Linked DNA regions of Astyanax mexicanus: region 1 is linked to region 2. Evidence: chromatin contacts called from public Hi-C data. All regions are on one chromosome and are shown on one strand. The core of a region is the stretch at or near the end of the contact, and the rest is flanking DNA. Distances in the headings are between cores, read along the strand shown.

The links. A called contact is a pair of places that touch in the nucleus more often than the background predicts.
Region 1: a contact with region 2 is called in a Hi-C map of muscle, with 14 times the contacts expected there. The contact joins the enhancer-like site here to the promoter of gatad2ab in region 2. A contact is called at or near these places in 2 of 3 Hi-C or Micro-C datasets (both in muscle).

The regions. Positions count from the first base shown.
Region 1 is chr16:14,086,925-14,092,387 of AstMex3_surface, reverse strand. It overlaps tmem161a (transmembrane protein 161A), which reads right to left. Exons shown (of 12, transcript XM_015606706.3): 12 at 2,965-5,283. The coding sequence ends at 4,988. Among protein-coding and RNA genes, the nearest start is that of tmem161a, 11 kb to the right of the region's middle. Within about 2 kb of position 1,762, the one cell type or tissue checked has an H3K27ac peak away from gene starts, as active enhancers do.
Region 2 is chr16:13,977,572-13,983,448 of AstMex3_surface, reverse strand. It overlaps gatad2ab (GATA zinc finger domain containing 2Ab), which reads left to right and starts at 1,680. Exons shown (of 11, transcript XM_049465513.1): 1 at 1,680-1,833.

The DNA of each region.
Region 1 (5,463 bases), core at 513-3,012, 110 kb before region 2:
TTTCTATTCAAAATCCATATTGTGGTAACTTTAGTGAAGCGACTCCTGGGGACCACAACTTTAACAAGAAACCAAATTATTTTTTATTATATTTATTTGACATATTTATTCATAGTCATTAGTAGGTTTTATTCTGTTAAAATTGTAGAAAAAAAAACTTTTTTGTTATTTACCTTAACCCTTTCAGACCTGAATTATGTTTAGTTATGGACAAATATATGAAGGCTAAAGGTAGTTTATTTGTGTTTTAGCATTTTTTTATTTATTTTCTCTCTGTTTTATGTTAGGCTACTTATTTTAATATGCTATTTAAGTGATTTCTTTTACCTATGTGTTGGTTGTATGTATTTATGTGTAGTCATTAGACTTTTTATGTACAGCACTCTGGTCAGTGTAGGCTGTGTAAAGGATGCTTTATAAATAAAGCTTACTTACTAAAATATATATACTATACTATAATATAATCTTTACTTTACTGGTGCATAACTGGCAATGAGTCTTTCATATATCTGTGGAAGAATTTTGGCTCACTCTTCTTTGCAAAATAGTTTAATTCAGCAACGTCACTGCAAAACCTTCATTTTGTGTTTTTTTCCAATTCCATTCCAAGGTAAATTTGCTGGATGTGTATTGGGTCATTGTCCTGCTGCAGAACCCAAGTATACCAGAGCTTAATGTCACAGACTGATAGACGTACATTCTCCTTCAGGAGTTTCTGGTAAAGAGGAGAATTCTTGGTTTCATTAATTACACCAATTTGTCCAGACCCTGAAGCAGCAAAGCAGTCCCAGACATCACACTACCACCCCCATGTTTGACTGTTGGTATGATGTTCCCTTTCTGAAATGCAGATGCAACGGGACAAACACCTTCCAAAGAATATTTTCCCAAAATTATTGGGGCTCATCAACATGTTTTTGGCAAATATGTGATGGGCAAAAAAATCTGTGAGGAAGCAAAAGCTTTTTCACAGCAATGTAAATGATCATACTTGAAAACCACCACTGTAAAAAAAAAGTTTAAAAACCTATCTCTTACAAAACCTTCACCTTCAATGGAAGATATTAATTCCAAGGCATTTTAGAGCATTTCAATTGGTCCATTCATCACATTATGCGCATTATAACTGACACATTCACATAATGTCAAAACATTTCTCAATAGGAAATTTAAAGGTTTTGCATGCCAGAGACAAGATACAACTAATATAATGTACCAGAATACAAGGTAAAGACAAAAACATAGATGAAAAATACTGATAAATGGATCATCCCACAGAAACGTCCACTTTTGGAATGGCAAAAAGTAAAAAAAAAAAACTGTTTTTTTCTTTTCTAACATTTAAACTATAAGAGTTATGGATTACTGCATAATGATTCTTTTACATTTTTGAAATACTTTGTAACTGATCAAAAACTAATCTTGCTAAACTGTTGGCTCAAGAATGTTAAATTGGTAAAAAAAAAAAAAAACTTGTTCTATTTTTTTTTTTTAGTTTTTTAGGTGTAAACACAAAAATGGACATTTCCATAAGATGCCCCAAATACAAGAAGCCAAACTCCCAGCAGAACAGAGCCCTAATCCAGCGGCAGTGATTAAACCAGTCTGAAAGGTCTCCAATGAGACTTAAGCAGCTAATAAAAAGCTCAGCCATACGACCATCTGACCATCTGACCCTCCGCCGGCCGCCCCATCCAGTCTGCTTTTATGTGGAAGTCAAATTTCATCACACATAAATCACCTCCATTTTCAGACAAACAGCCGCAGGCCTCAGCGCAGCAGACCATAATACACACCCTGCTACAGAAGCACACTGCACACCGGCCTGTGGAGAACAGCAGGAAAAACAGAAGAGATCACAGCCCAGAACAAAGACCAGAACACGTGGAGAACAGAGAGAAGAAAAGAGGGGTGAACATGAGGGGAAGAACACAGCAGAGGACACAGGGTAGAAGGCAGGAGAGGAAATAAGAAAGAACAGGTAGAACAGAAAGAAAAAATGAAAAAAAAAAATCTGCTATATTTCATTTATACTCAGATGTCAGAATTTCCAAGTAAAAGGTGAAAATTTCAACTGGAACAAACCCAAGTTGTGAGATTTAATATTTAGAGGAGATGAAGTACCAATTCACCCAAAATAGAAATAATTTAGTAAAGATACAAAAAAATACATAAAAGACAGTAACAATCTACATTTACTTTATTTCTGTCCACCAATGGTAATGTGCAGCATGTTTTGTTGAAAAATGCATAGATGTGTTGATAACAGCACGTGATGCTCTTAGGCTTCGTTACATTACAAGCCACGTTGCTCAAATTCGATTTTTTTGACAGTTCACATTCACAAATGTAAGTGACCTGTGATTACATAAATATGTTTTATATTTTAGGTTCTTAGATCAAAGCTTTGTACATCCTTGCATTTTCTCAGTCAGCTTTATGTAGTAGAGCCACCTGGAATGGCTTTTTAGAAGAAGAACGCTGTTTGAGTAATGATATTGACTAAGAAATGAAGGTCAGTCAATTTGAAAAATTACAAGAACTTTGAAAGTATCCTCAAGTGCATTCTCAAAGACCATCAAATACGTTACAATGAAATTGGCTTTCATCAGGACCGACCCAAGAAAGGAAGATCATGAGTTACCTCTGTTGCACAAGATAATTATTTTGGTTTGTTTAACATTTTTAAGTTACTAGATGATTCTTTATGTGTCCCTTAATAGAATACATCTAGATTACTTCAGTATTCACATATGTAAAATAAAAACTGAATAAGAGGACCAAACTTTTGACTGGTACCGTTTATTAATAACTAAACTTAAGTTGACCAAACAAAACATGAACTGTGGTTAATGTCCACAACGAAATAAATGTAACAGTAAATATAGTAAAGGTGTTTTACTCTGTACTTCTCTGCATCATTTGTACAAATTATTAATAAAATAAAGCAATGCAAATACAAAGGAACTTTAAACATTTTTGGATTTTAATAAAACACAATCCCAGCAACACCCAGTTTTGTCACACCATGCGTTCCATTGATCAGTTATTTTAAAATCAGTGCAAAAACAAAAAAAAAAGAAACAAATATTTCTGTACCGTTTAACAGATCATCGCTTCTAAAATTAGTGTGTATGACATGATGACATGATAAATATTAATAAATAAATGAGAAATGTTCAGGATCAGATCTGAGGTACTTCTACTGCTGCCTCTTACTAAACTTTGATTGCATTTGCTTGATATTTTAAATACAGTAAGGTACAGTGAATTCAGCTCTGCAGCAAAACCTGCACATCCCGCAGGGAGAAATACTGCATGAAGGAAACCAGAAGCTTTAATACATCATAATCATTTACGTTAAAAAAACAGGGAGTGATTCAGAATGACTGCATTTAACTGTGTTTGCCAACAGCATCGAAATAAAGCAGTTTATCAGTTATTGCATGCTGGTAGAGTAGATACCGTATCTGATTTCACTTCCCTGAGTTACCAGGCACTTAGTATTACATCACATCCAATCAAAGACATCACCACCAAACTCATGAATGAAGCTGTATGTTTTTCTAAATTAATTCATTTGTTTTGTGGGGGGAAAAAGAAAAACTATGATTATCACAAAGATATACACTTCGTCAAAACAAAAGAAATAATTGCAACGAGAAGGAATTGTTGCATTGCAATGCTGTTTGGAGGGAATCTAGAGGTTACCAGGAACAATAAAATGTTTAAACATTTAGACTGATATGGTTAATAAATTACTAAGCTAAACATACAGAAGTAGTGTGTACGCTTTCTTTTCACAAGTCAAACATCCAATGGCCTGCTATCGTGGAGTGGAGGGCAATTTTGTACAATGTCAGATCACCTTAAGTCTTCATTACATGCACTTTGAGAGCTCAACTTTTCATTAATGATGTCCTGCAACCAGTGATTCTACCTTTTCTAAATGTAAGGGTTGTGTCATATCGTATCATATGCAATAATATTGGCAAAATTGTTGAATATCATTATCAATAAATACCCTGAAATATTGCTATAATATTAAGGGCCATATGGGCCATCAGGGTATAACTTTTTAACTGTTGATGGTGATCGGGAGATTGCTGATTCGAATCCTGTTCATGCAGCTTGCCTTCAGCTGCCGGAGCCCTGAGAAAGCACAATTGGCCTTGCTATTTCTGGGTGGGTCGATGGTGCTCTTTCCCCTCATTACTCCAAAGGGTGATGTCGATCAGCAGAAGGCTGCGTCTGTGAGCTGATGTATCAGAACCGAGTCGCTGCGCTTCGAAAAGCGGCGGTGGATGACTTCACATGTATTGGAGGAGGCATGCGCTAGTCTTCACCCTCCTGGTTTTGGGGCATCGAAAGTGATAGGGGGAGTATTGTCCGATACTGATATAATTTCAATATCATTTTGCATACCTATTAGAAACCTGCACAACTCTACACTGATCCATTTGCCATCCTGAGACACACATGCATGGTGTTTGTGTATCTCAATAAAATGTTGCCTATATCAGTTTAAGTTTCATTAATTATTTATTGTTCCTCTATCTTCCTTCCGAATAACATTGCAATCTGACACTTTAATCATTCTGGACGCAACTACTTTTTTTAAAATGAGTGCAATATAAAACAACTTAAATAAAAGTTTGACCATGATAAAACATGCCTCAGCAAACTCAGTAGACAATTCATTTGTTCCAATAAAAAAAAGAAAAGGAAGCTACAAATCAAGATGATGAACCAGTGATGAGCACAGTATCCAAACCATACCAATAAATCCCTTTATTTCAAACCAAAGACATCATCGTCTCCAGTTCTTCACTTAAGACCAAACTATCAGTCTCTCGGGGCATTAGAGAGCTCAGTGTGTTCTGCATTAGCATGTTGGAGCTCATAGCACAGCCGTGTGTGCAGGTGGTGGTCAGCAGCTCGACAAGCTAGGCATTGTGCTCCAAGCCTAGAAAAGCCTGAAGCCTCTTCAGCTCTGCATGAGGTACTGATGGAAGTAGATGCCGAACAGGCTGCTGATGAGCTGGCAGGCGGCCACCCACCAGGTGAGGAAGGCGAAGAGCCCTCTGAAGAAGATGGGCGTGAGGACGGCACGCAGGGCAGTGAAAGCCTCGGACAGGTGGGCGACAGTGGCCTGGATGTCCTCCTCCATGTCCTCCAGATCATCTTCATCCTCTGTTCTCGGTAATGCTGGCGCCGCGGTCGGGAGGATAGGTGCAGGGGTCACACCTGGAGTCTCAGCACCCAAACCCCATGAGTAGTCACCTGATGGGGTAGAGCCAATCAGAGACAGTCTTAGTTTATTTTTAAAACTTGCATAAACAGGCATGATAAATAATATACACAGCAGATTTAATATATTCAAATAATATCCATCAAAAGTCATGGTCAAAAGTCAAAAGTTAGGTGTCTGGCTTGGCAACGCCTACACCTGTATAAGTTGTG
Region 2 (5,877 bases), core at 431-2,930:
ATAAATACATTTTTTACAGGTTATTCACTTTTACAGGTTGATCACAATATGCAGCAAGTGTTTTCAGTCCCTTGCTAAAAAAACAGTATGAAAGTTATTATGTCACTGATATTAATTGCTACTTTTCTAAAGGGATTCAGGATGCACAGAGAATTTTTGGAAATGTTTAAAAAGTTTACTATTTTTATCAAAATAGTTAAAAAAGTAATTTAAAATCCCTACATTATTTTAAAAAATAATCTACAAAATGTAACCTTTGTGAAGAATATATTGCCTAAATCTTGATGAAGGTATTGTTATACACACAGATGTTTGTATAAAATTTAAACAACTATGCTTCTGTTACAAAGGGCACGTTATTTTAATATTAACTCTTATAATGATTTCAAATGCTGCACTTCATTATTTTTGGAGGCAAAACTTACAGACCTGGCTGATACTCAACCAGTAACTTTACGCATTTGCTTACTTATTCACACTCGCTCACTAGCTCTCTATCTCGCGTTTTTAAACTGTGCTTTAATCTGTAACCTAAAGGTGTTTATATTAATGGACAGTTAGGCAGAACTTTACACTGGGTTTCTAGACTGAATGATTTGTGATCAGTGATCATGTAGTACCTAAACCTGCCAGCAGGTGTCAGTAAATTCGCTCCTTTAGCTCGAAGTTTTATAAACGCTAGGTAGAGCCTAGAGTTTGGTTCTTGCTGCTGGAGTTCCCCTTAACAGTTCAGAATTTCTCGGATATTACACACTTCATCTGAACCTATAAGGAGCCCCTCCCCTTTCTTATTCTCCTCCTCTTCTTCTTCTTTACTGTCGTCTACTTCTTCTTCTATTTCTCCTCCAACGTCGTCTTCACCAACTTTTCTTCTGCCTCAGTTTCCTCTTCTTCTTCTTCCTTCTCTATTTTTTTCTCATTCAGTTTTTTTGTTCCTTGTCATCTTATTCCTCCTCTTCTTCTTCATCCTTCTCTTCTTTTCTTGTTTCTTGTCATATTCTACCTCCTCTTCTCCCTTTTTCTGTTTCTTGTCATGTGTTCCTCCTCTTCTTCTTCCTGGCCATGATTGTATTGATGGTCGCCCACCATGGTCATGATGGTTAGGTCTATACTGGCTGATCACACTGGCAATGCTAGTCAGCAGCATGGTCGTGATGATTATACTTACCTTCCAGTGAGGTCATGCTCCCTGACCATCTGGATGACCGGTGTGGCCAAGCTGGTGACCGGGATGGCCAGTCTGGTAATACTGGTCCGTCAGCTTGTTTTTAATGGTCAACCACTTTGGTCATGTTTGTTAACTGTTTTGGTCAGGCTGGCCATGGCATGATAGTTGACCATATGAATCAATGACACGATGTGTCAATGTTTATAAACCATCAAACTCACGGCAGCATGCCCTAAAACTGGTCAAGAAGCCATCCATCTAGGTCTGATCTATCATAAACAAAGCTAGATTAAACAGATTTACCTGGTCACCCTGTTTCCCAGCAGAGTTTATAATAATCCCTGTTTTAAAGAGTCTTTATTAAAGATGTGAAAGCTACATTCAGTATCACTGGCTGCAATAACACTGAATACTAATCCTCGGTTTAAACAGTCCAGATTAACATACGGTATATGAGCGTCTGGCTGGTCAGGGTCAGTATTCAGTCCAGATTAGAGGATGTGAAGACTGCTCCACTGCGCATGCGCACTGCTGTGTCCGCGGCTCATTCGGAACCGGAGCGGCGGAGCGGAGGATCTCCGGGACTCCTCTTACCGACACGGGCTACTACAGCACGCCTCACGCGCCGAGCTCGCAGGAACGGCGTCGAGTCTCTCCACCTCTCGGTAAGTCCGCACTCGGGGCTTTGTTTCGGGGGTTTTGCGGCACTTTAACGAAATTGAAGTTCTTCACAAGTTGGAGCTCGAGCCGAGCTAACGCTAAGCTAAAGCTAACAGACGGAGCGCAGAGAAAGCGGCTAGTTAGCTAACTGGGCTAGCTTAGCCTCCGCGGTGCGTCGGTTTACTCTTTAATTAGCCATACTTGAGGAAATCGATCATAATATCGGTTATAAATCACCAGTTACTTATATATTTGTTGTATTTCAACGTTATCAGCCTTTCCGGAGCGAAACCGGAGAACTTTAGAGTGTGAGCCGCTCTAAAAGTGGGATTAATTAATCGGTCTTTTATCCGCCTCATTAGAGAGCCGTGCTAAGCTTAGCTAAGTTAGCTGTTTTTGACTGAACATTGTCCGTCTGTCCGTCTGCGCTCAGCCTGATTAGCTAGCCGCGCAGAGCTAACGTTAACCTAGCCATCCTACCTGGCTGCTCCTCACAGGAGTTAAGTTAGCTACTTGGCTAATAAACACTCTCAGGATAAGTGCAGGTTAATAAACTAAAGTATAACTGTTAGTTAGTTAAAACCGTTTCATACGAAATGAGGGAAAAGACAGTCTGAGGTAAACATCACAGCCCACATTTCAAAAAGTTCACCGGTCTTTTCTCCGGACAGCTAGGCTAGCCATTGGTAGCTCATACCCGCCACTCACAGGATTTTTTTTTTTACATTCCGGGAGCTTAAAGTTCCTCAGAGTATCGAAACTTCCCTGAAATGATTATAAATCTTCTCCAAGTCGTATAATTTATTGATTTTTATATGCTGAGTATGTTTTAATGTTAATTATTTTTTATATAGAAGTAGTGATATCCTACCACAGGAAGAGATCACCTCAGAATACATGTAGGTTGGCTTAGTATTTAAATAAATATATTGTACTATTTTAAACAACGCGTATTATCTCATGTAATAAGATAAGATAGTATCTCAAAGCACTGACTTAATCTAAATAATGATAATAAAATCGTAATTCACTAATGGTAACCACACACGATTATGTATAAGTATTGGAAACTCATCTATTATTAGGCTCTAAAAGCTTAGTCCCAGTTCTGAATTTTATTTTATGTTGAATATGTCTTAGTAATGACTCGTTATCACAATATAAGTTACAATAAGATATCATCTTAGAATACAAGTAGATAGTATTTAAAAACATTGACTTAATATTGTATCTCTAAATATTGTACTTTTTTAAGGAAAAGACTTTTACCTCATAATAAATAGTGTCTCTGAGCATTAACTAAATGATAATGTCTCAAAGTAATGTGTGTATGTATATATATGTATGTACATGGATAGATAGATAGATAGAATGTGTAAAAGCTCAGCTCTTGATTCCCTTTTTAATTGACAATTTAAATGACTGTTATATAGTATGTCCGGTAACCTCAATGGGTTAAAAAAAAAAGATTTGTATTAAGATTCTCATTGCTATTGGAAACTATTTATTACATTTATTCTTTTTAAATTCATAAAGGGTCAGTTTCACTGACAAGGATTAAGCGAATTAATTAAATAATGAATTAATTAAGCTTATGCATAGACTATAATTGTGTAATCCAAGAAAAACTCAGCCGTTTAGCGTTCACTTAAAATCCAAAAGGGTCATTTGTTATAAACATCTCCAAAAGCAATTGGTTTTATCATGAAAGAAAACTGTTCAGGCCGAAATGTTATTGTTTTTAGCTGTTTATATAAAAGAAAATAGTGAGAAAATAGGTTCCCCCAGAATTGTGGATTAACACTGATTTCAGCACTATACAGATTGTATTCAGCAAAAATGTGGGAAAAACCCTCCTAAACATACTCCCAGTTCAAATGGCTCTAGGTATGTAGGAGGGTTATGATGGGAAGCTCTTAGACTTTACATAGCAGGATCTTCACAGCTGCCAGTCTGTTCTTTATCACTGTTAAACTGAGCTGGAGTGTCATAAACACAGAAACACACACAAAGTGGGGTAGTGTTGTACAGATCGCACAGGATGAAGAGGATTATTGGGTTTATTCTGCCCCAAACCACTTCCAGCTGATTTGTAAATATAAGAGAGATGTTGGTTGAGGTACAGTTGTTGTAATGTTCTTGTAATGTCTTTGTAATGTTCTTTGCTACATTTACAGCGTTTATCTGACTACTAGGAGTCCTTACTTGAGATTCATGTTACACACTGTAGAATTAGAAAGAGTCCCATCCAAAATGTGTAGTGGTGAGGTTGACTGTCTTATGAATTGAAGATTATATCTTTGGTTTAAATACAAAAAATCCTCCCTAAAGCAGCATCACTAGATAGCACCCTCGGAAGAAAGGGTCTGATCCCTAGCTCAGATACAGTAGCCAACAGATGCCATTGCTGGCCTTCATCACAGTGGCAGTGATGCTGTCTGTCTGTACTCTTATCAGGTTCTGAATGCTGAGGTGAGGCGGTGTGATTAATTTGCAATCCTTAGGCAGTAGTGTCAGTGTCTTTGTCCATTCGGACAAACTATGCATCAAATCAGAGAGCTCTAATTACTCTCTTTGGAATGACAGTTTGTCAGCATTCCTTCTATAGAAGTGGTAATTTAAGATATTCTAAAGATAAATAAGACATGACACTCTTTTTGCAGGTTTGATGTGTTCATTGTGTTTCTCACCCGGTCTTGGTGTTTACTTCTTTGCAGATGTTTTATGGTGTGGAGTGTGCTTTGCAGTTACTTAGTCATTGTTTTTGGTCGGTTTATGACTGAGGTAAAGATCAGAAATGTGTGAAGGAAGAGGGCTTTGAAATCAGTTATTAGGCAGTTATTTTTTGAAGGTGTACTCGGTTTCTCTGACCATTCCAAAGATGTTTTACTTGCCGAAACTTTTGTAAAAAAAGCATATTTGCATTGCCAGAGTCCACATAAGATCACTACTAGAAATGTTTTTTGAGTAGAGCGAACCTTCTTCAAGTTTGTGTTGCTGTATAGTTGGTGTAAGCATTTTTGTTTTGATTTCCAAGGCCACTGTTTAATAGTCGTAAGTCAGTGGAGTTTATTTTTCCCCTCATCTTTTTTCTTATTCTTGGGTGGATTTGCATAAAAATATTGCCAGACCTGCTTGTTTTCCAACGACTCTTATAAGTGGGGCAGGACAGGTGTTGCAGCACAGACACTTGGCACCCCTTGGCGAATAGGAGGGGACGTGTCTCTTTGAATCTCACGGAGAGCCGTGGACTTGCCTGCAGAGCAATGATGTACTCCATGAGAGAACCACTGAAGAGTAATACATCCCGACAGGCATGACTTTGCTGGCTAAAGATCCAGTGAATGACAGTTTAGTGTAGTAGGTTCAGTATTGTTGATGTGGTCTGTCTTACAGGTGGTTATTTTATAAAGTTCTTGCTAATTTAAGTTGTATAAGTGAGGTCTGATTGGGGTAATGAGAAATGAGGTAAGTAACTGATGACTAATGATTGGTCTGTGTTGATTATTTTTTTTTTTTTGCATGTTAAAACGGAATGTTGATTTTTTTTTACTTGCATTAAGTCCATGGTCAAAGATAACTAGTCCACTGGGTGCCTTCTATCCGAGTAGGGTTTGCTTAGATCACACTTAAAAGAAGTAAAGTTGTTCTAGATGTTTATGAAGTTTATCCTGACTGGTATTGTATATTCTGTCATATTAACAGACCTTTGTAGTACATATTGATATTTGTAGACAAAGCTTCATAGTGGTGGGCAATCATAATATCTTGCTATGTTTATTATGCTAGATTACATTCAGTATTTGTTTTTCTGAGTACACTCAAAGAAGAACAAGGGTCAAATAAGTAGGAAGTTATTGATGATTAGTTGGATTTAGTTCAGCACAGTTTGAGAGACATTAAGATCCTGTTTAGAACTGGTCACTTAATGTGATTTTTTTTTATCTGGATTTTGACCATGTTCATGTACGCAGATTGATTTCTGTTTAATCAGACTGTAATCCGATTGCTCTGTGGGGGCATATGCAAATTAGCTTGCTGGTGGAAAT